Regions from separate parts of the Ovis canadensis genome. Here region 1 is linked to region 2. The links are chromatin contacts, called in public Hi-C maps. All regions are on one chromosome and are shown on one strand. The core of a region is the stretch at or near the end of the contact, and the rest is flanking DNA. Distances in the headings are between cores, read along the strand shown. Region 1 overlaps KCNQ1 (potassium voltage-gated channel subfamily Q member 1). Region 2 holds the start of CDKN1C (cyclin dependent kinase inhibitor 1C).

The links. Hi-C and Micro-C count contacts between places; a contact is called where the count stands out from the background.
Region 1: a contact with region 2 is called in a Hi-C map of fibroblasts, with 5 times the contacts expected there. The contact joins the enhancer-like site here to the promoter of CDKN1C in region 2. A contact is called at or near these places in 2 of 2 Hi-C or Micro-C datasets (fibroblasts and lung).

The regions. Positions count from the first base shown.
Region 1 is chr21:65,213,432-65,217,106 of ARS-UI_OviCan_v2, reverse strand. All of the region lies in intron 10 of KCNQ1 (potassium voltage-gated channel subfamily Q member 1), which reads left to right. Among named protein-coding and RNA genes, the nearest start is that of CDKN1C, 180 kb to the right of the region's middle. Within about 2 kb of position 2,241, the one cell type or tissue checked has open chromatin away from gene starts, as enhancers often do. A contact at or near this core is called in fibroblasts, where this site is marked.
Region 2 is chr21:65,033,798-65,037,222 of ARS-UI_OviCan_v2, reverse strand. CDKN1C (cyclin dependent kinase inhibitor 1C) reads right to left here and starts at 1,776. Exons shown (of 4, transcript XM_069565275.1): 1 at 1,480-1,776; 2 at 666-1,306; 3 at 1-130. The coding sequence starts at 1,296.

The sequences.
Region 1 (3,675 bases), core at 992-3,491, 180 kb before region 2:
GGATTCAGCTAGCTAATGCTGTACATGGGAGTTCTGCATCTATGTTCATAAGGGAAATAGTTCATAATTTTCTTGTGCTTTCCTTATTTAAATTTGGACATGCTCTGATTCACAGTTTAAAAAGATCCCTCTAGCTGGAGCATAAATCCTGAAACAGGCCCACTTTTCCCTTCAACATGTTTGGAAACACATTAAAATAGAACTGTAATCAAGCAACTCAATCCTTAAATTTTTCTCCTAGTGAGTATCTGGAAAACAGGTGCAGAAATGGATCATTTGAGACACCATAGAAATCTGGTTAATCCTGCCTGCCTGCTTTCCTTCAAGGAGTATTGCCTGAGCAAGGTTGTGTATCAGGCTCCTGGTTAGGCAGTGGAGAATGGATCAGAAATGTCCCTTCTGGGAGCTTTCTGCCCAGACAGGGGTGAGTCAACCAGGAAAGGGACTGAGAAACACACCTCAAATGCAGTTTTTACTATTACTAGCAACATTCTTGCTAGTACTCAATCTAGGTCAAAAGTGGATGAATGATTCTCTCTCATCCCCAGAACAGTCCTATGGAAAGGCACTTAACCTCTATTTTACAGAAAAGGCACCAGCGGAGCAGTAAGGGGTGGCAGTGAGACTGTCCCAGCTACTGCCCACACTGAAACCCCTGACCCGAGTCATCAACCTCCAACGCCACAACTTCTGTGGCCACAATTTATATTCCCTCCTCCCACCTCACCCCAAACCAACCTGGACCCGAGATCCTGACCCCAAAATCGGGACTGACCTTTGACTCAGAATTTCCACTGCACCTAGAAACCTCGACCTCAACTCTTGGCTCGGATTCCCAGCCTGGACTTAACCGCAACTCCGATCTCCGACTCACAACCCCAAATCCCAACCCGGACAGAGATCCCTGCCTCGGGCTCGAATCCCCAACTGGGACGCCCGCCCTGGAGCGCTTCCAGGGAAATCGGATCCCGACTCGGCCTCCAGGGTGCCCATCATCAGCCCCGACCCTGGACTCAGAACCACAGGGCGGACACCACACACTCAACCCTGACCCCCGCCCCAGCCTCGGACTCTGGACTCAACCCGGTTCTCTCCCAGGCCCTCGCCCCTCAGGTCCCCGACGTAGACCGTGAGGCGGACTGCGGACCCCTGACTCGGACCCCGCACACAGAGCCCTGACGCGGACTCAGCTACGCCACTCAGAATTCCGATCTCAACGCGCGGACAGACCCCGATCCGATCACGGACTCGGAGCCCCGACCCGCACCGAGACCGGGACTCGGACCTGGGTCCCCGAAGCAGAACGGCGAGGCGGCCTCCAGTCACAGGTCCAGCCCAGGACTCGGACCCTGCCTCCCCTCCCATCCTCGATCCGCCGTCCCTGACTCGGAAGCACGACGCGCTTCTTGCTCCCACGTAGGCGCACAGCGAGGCGACCGTGGCGACCCAGCCGCCTACCACCCACCCACGAGACACTGAGCTCACCTCAGCTAGGCGGCGACTGCCAGTCCCCGCGCCGCCAGGCGGACCGCGCCCAGAGCACTGCGAGCCCAGACGGCTGTGAGGAGATCGTGGCCACGAAGACGGCGGCACTAAGGTAAGCGCAGCCGTGCGGAGCGCGGCAGGAGCGGCGTCTCGGTGAGGAGACCGCGGCACTGAGGTGAGCGCAGCCGTGCGGAGCGCGGCCGGAGCGGCGTCTCGGTGAGGAGACCGCGGCACTGAGGTGAGCGCAGCCGTGAGGAGCGCGGCCGGAGCGGCGTCTCGGTGAGGAGACCGCGGCACTGAGGTGAGCGCAGCCATGAGGAGCGCGGCCGGAGCGGCGACTCGGTGAGGAGAGCGCAGCCTGCGAAGTGCGCTGAGGGGAGAGCGGCGTGAGGAGCACGGCACTGAGGTGACTGCGGCTGTGGAGTGCGCGGCCAGAGGAGCATCTTGAGGAGACGAGCGCAGCCTGAACAGAGCGCGGCCCAAGGACCGCGGCCTGAGGAGAGCCAGCTCGTGAAGAAGGTGGCCGCGAAGAGAGCACGGCACTGAGGGGACCCGCGGCCGGGAGGAGAGAGCTGCGCGAGCTCCTGCGCGTGCCAGGAGCAGCGACCGTCTACGGAGTGGCTGTGGTGGCCCCCGACTGGGGTAGATGTGGCAGCCACCCCGCAGCTGATTGGATAGCCTGCGGGGGCGGGCGTGCCACGTGCCGCTGCGCGGATTGGCCGCGGTGTGGAAAGCGATGTGCCGCGCTCTGCCATTGGCTGAGAGGGCTGATGCTGATGCCACCCGGGCTCGCATTGGCCGGGCGAGCCCAGCGCCACGTGCCACACCCTGCCCCGTCCGCCCAGACGCCTCTGCTGATCCACCCCCACCCTCACCCCACCCCCACCCCACCCCCACCCCAGCGGTCGGAGCGTCCACCCTTGCGATCGGATTCTGTTCCCCGCCTGCGGCGCGCTCAGCGCCCAGCTTGCCCCTGATGTGTAGCCGTGCACCCCAGAGTGACCCTGAGGAACGTCAGTGGCTTTCCACAAGGGTCTGGCCCTCTGTGCAGCCCTCCCCAGGGTCCGCGCAGGCAGGTGAACGGGGTGCGCGAGCTCCCGTGTGGCTGCTCGGGGAGAGCACCTCCCTCTCCCTCGGGGGTGGACCTTCCTTGGGAGCTCTGTTCCTCCGTCTTCAGGAGACCCAATGAGGAAGATGCCATGACTTGCCCAGGCTACCCTGTGGGAGTTGGCAAGGCTGAGGTGGCCCACGTGTTTGGCCTTCTTCTTGGACCCTGACTACTCTGTATGCGACTTCCTCCTCCTCTTCCTAGTTCTCCAGAACCTGAAGGGGGATCCTGGCTTTGTCTCTTGGTTGCCTCCCCTACCCAACCATCCTTCCACCCACCACCACCACCTACCCATTGGCTCATCCATCCACCCACCCACTCTTTCCCTCCATCTTTCTTTCCCTCCATCCCTTCATCTTCATGTCTGTGGAGCACCTCCCTGGTGCCAGGCATCTGCCAAAACTGCAGTGAGAAACCCTGTCTTCATGGAGCTCTTGCTCGGCTGAGGTGTTACCAGCAAGCCTGGGGCAATATGAACCTCCCATTCCAATTGCAAAAACAGTCTGGTGACATGGAACTCTAAGGGTGTTCTCCGAAGTTGTTACCCCTGGCCTTCCACTCAGGGTTGAGTGGGCAGTTGTCCCCACACCCAAGGCCTGCAACAAGGCCGTTCATCTCAACTGCTCTGAAAAGAGCCAGGAATCTCTCCACGAGTGACGGAATCTGGTTTTATCTTAGGATTCAGGCTAGAGAGGAAAGAGAAAATGGTTTCGTCTTTTCAGGTGTTAACAGCTTGCTCTTGGACCTTCAGAAACTGACCAGATTGGCCATCTCCCTAGCCCCCTGATCTCCATCCCAGCCAAAAGCCAGGTTGGAGCACTTGATTCAGAGGGTCGTCCACCCTTGCTGGGAGGTCAGATACCAACCACCAGGGTCTCTGTACTCAGAGGGTCCCATGCTTTGAGTTTAATACTCTTGTCACCATCTTGAAATTATTGATTATTTCATCTTGAAACTTGTGTTTTATGAGGAAAGTCTAAGGGGACAACGGAGCAGGCTCCAGGGGCTTGGAGTCTAGGTTCACAGTGGTGCCACCGCACTCTCTGGCCTCCTATGCCTGCTCTGCCTCTGTCTCCCCACTC
Region 2 (3,425 bases), core at 527-3,026:
CGCAGCCGCTTGCGCGGGGTTTGCTCAGCCGAGCCGACGGCTGGAGCGGCGCCAGGCGCGGCGCATCCCGCGGGAACCTCGTTCGACGCCTTGGCTTCGGGCGCGGGTCTCTTGCGCTTGGCGAAGAAGTCTGAGGGCGACAGCACGCCTAGCCGGTCATGGCGGGGCGGGCCGGGGAGTCTGAGAAGGGGCCTGGGCGGCGTGGGGGGGCGCGCGGGCGGCTGCTGGGCCGCGGTGGGGGCGCCGTCCCCGCCCGCGCCGAGGTCCGCGGCGGGTCAGCTTTGTTTACGTCGCCGCGCAATGCGCTGTGTAAGCATTTCCCCTTGTCCCGCGGCCAAGCCCCCCGGGGCTACCGCCGCGCTTAACCCCCTCCGCGCCGCGATCGGGGCGCCGGGCCGCGCCCGAGGAGGGGCTTCGGCGGCCTCGGCGAGGATCGTGCTCGGAGGGGACCAGGGCGCGCCCTCCCAACCCTCCCGTGCGAACCTCTCGAGAGCACGACCACAGGGTGGGGACGGGGTGCAGGGGCAGCCTCGCCGCGCGCGCTGCGGGCCCTTTAACGCCACGGAGGAGGCGGGGACCAAGCGAGGCCCCCGAGGGCCGGGGAACCCGGCCGGCCGGACAAAGCAGGGCCGAGCCGGGCCGGGGCGGGGCCGCGCAGGACTCACCGGAGATGAGAGGCCCGGACAGCTTCTTGATCGCGGCGCCTCCGGCGGCGGCAGTGGTGGCAACAGCGGCGCCGCTGGCGGCGGTGTTGGTGGCAGCGGCGGCAGTGCCCGGCGCGGGGCGCCCCGAAATCCCTGAGTGCGGCGGCTCGGCCTGGGGCTCCTGGCCGCGCGGCGGCGGGACCGCCTCCTGCTCAGCGCCCTCCTGAGGCGCCGGGGCCGCGGCCTGGGCAGGCGCTACGGCCGGGCCGCTGGACGGCGACGCCGGCGCCTCCTCGAGGCCGTCGAGGGACTCATCGGCCGGCGGCCCGGGAGGCGGGCTATTGACCGCGCCGTCCGGGCGGGGACGAGGCGCCAGGAGCAGGCGACAGCGCCCCACCTGCACCGTCTCGCGATAGAAGGCGGGCACGGAGTCGCTGTCCACCTCGGTCCACTGCAGGCGCCCGGGGCCCCGCAGTGGCATGTCCAGCTGGAAGTTGTAGTCCCAGCGACGCTGGTCCTCGGCGCTCAGCTCGGCCAGGCGCATCTGCAGCTCACGGCCCAGCTCCTCGTGGTCCACGGGCCCGAAGAGGCTGCGGCAGGCGCTGGTGCGCGCGATCATGGGAAAGGTGCGGCGGGCGACCAGGCGCTCCATTGCCAATGCTCTGCGGAGACACACGTCGGACGTGTCCGGGGTCTGCGGGGGCCGGGAGGCAGGAGAGGAGAGGAAAAGGAGGAGGGGAGGGAAATAGGGCGGGGGCCGCGCGCAAGTGAGACCCCGCGCAGCGGGAGTCTGCGTTTGCACAGGGACGCGGCGGGAGTGTCCCGCGGCGGCTACCTGGCTGTCGGGCCGCTGACTGCTCCTGAGGCTCGCTCGCGGTGTCGTCCGGCCGCTGGCCGCGCCCCCTCTGTGCCTGTCCTCGCTCGCTCGGCTGGCTCTGGCCTGGCTGGCACCCACCGAGCGCAGAGCACTTGGCCTGTGGAACGCCCAGTCCTCGCGCGCCCCTTTATACGCGAGGGTCCCACCCCCCCCGCGCGCGGGCCCTGATGCAATTAGCATAATGTAGTATTTTCAGTTTCAACAACACCGCGGCGATTGGCCGGCGCCGCGCTACCCCCGCCCCTCCGGCGGCCCGGCCCCCGCCCGCCGCCCATTGGCCCCGCGCACACACCCACCCGAGGGCGGGGCGGGGCGCGAGGGCCGATTGGCAGGCCGCGGGGCGCGCGCGGCGGCGGGGGTGGGGGCGGGGCGCGGGGCGGGGCCGGAGTTAAAGGGCGCTGCGGGCGGTAACGTGACACCGCGGCGCCCCGCCCCCTCGCCCCATCCCCCCGGCCCCCACCCCCCGCTCCCGCCCCCCGCCGGCTCCTTTGTCTGCGAGGCGGGGGCTGCTAGGCGATGGTGGCGCGGGACCCCCCACCCCACCCCAGCCTGCGCGCCCTCTCGGGCTTGGCGGGCGACGACCCCCGGCAGGACCGGCGTGCAGCCTGGCCCAACTGGCCCCCCGGGGGTCTTCCAGCCCGGCCGCCTGCGCTCGGCCTTGGGCCTCCGGTGCCAGTTGACGGGCCTTTAAGCCGCCGCGGACGGCTCGTCTCTGACTGGAGCTAGAGGGGGTCTTCGGCTGCCCCCGCGCGGCCAGCCACGCCCAAAGCTTGTGTCCCTGCAGGGGTTCCGCGCACCTAGAGCGCTAACACCCGTAGACCGGAGGCCTTCGCGCTAACAGGAAGAGGGCACTGGGGGACCCGGCGGGGGAAAGCTCTGCTCCCCTGTTTTCTCCGAGGGCAAAGTGGCGGACACCTTGAGGGCCAGCTGTAGTCGTCTGGGGCCAGAGTCTGAAGACCCTAGCTCTTGAGGCCACCCACCCTGCTCCGTGGATGGGAAACTGGCTGTGCCCATCACCACGTCACTAACTGGGTGCTCAGCTGCATAGGGCTTGGCCAGGGGCGGGGGGTCCAGACTGCCCAGGCTGGTTGGCTAGAGGCTGTAGTGCTCGACAGTGGGCAGGGCACTGGAGGCTTCTCCACTGGGGTGGTCTGGCCCTGCCCAGCCGGGGCCCCTGACTGCCTGTGCTGAATGCTGACCCTCTGGGCCAACCCTATCTCTGTCACCAAGGGAAACCCCAAATTACCGGCGGGCAGTCAGCTCTGCTCCAGAGCTGCACCTCTCTTCCTCCATCCTGGAAGGCTGGCACCCCTTCATTTGCACCCATAAACACTGTTAGTTGAAAAGTACACCCCTAAGAATGCTAGTGTGCCGAACCACAGTGGCAGGCCGAGAGGCCAGCCCAGAAAGGGAAGGCTCTGCCAGGCAGGGTCATGACCGCCCGCCTCCCACTCCTTGGTGCTCTCTGAGCCGGGTCACAGGAGACCATCGCACTCATCTGCTTCGCCTTGGCCCAGCCCGTCTTGGGGCTGAGAGCCTAGGAAGTGCCTCCTGCAGCCCAGGCAGGGATGTGACCTGCCAGGTGCCTGCTGCAGGGCCCAGCAGAACCCGGGGGAGCCCAGGGCCCAGTGAAGGAGGTGAGAGGAGGCTGGCCCAACCCCACCTGTCTGCCTCCCCTGTGGGTTCCGGGACACTCGGGGAATTACACTGCAGACGCCCCGGAGGTGGCTCAGGGGAGGCAAGGTTTGAAGGGAGGGGCATCAACCCAGCTGAGGGACAGGGCAGGTTACCACTCTTGGCTCTGGAGAGCAAGACCAAAGGTGATGCTTTGTGTCAATTTCTTTATTCTTTTTTGTACACTCTAGTCCAAATTTCCCACAGCAAGTACAGACACTACACGTTTT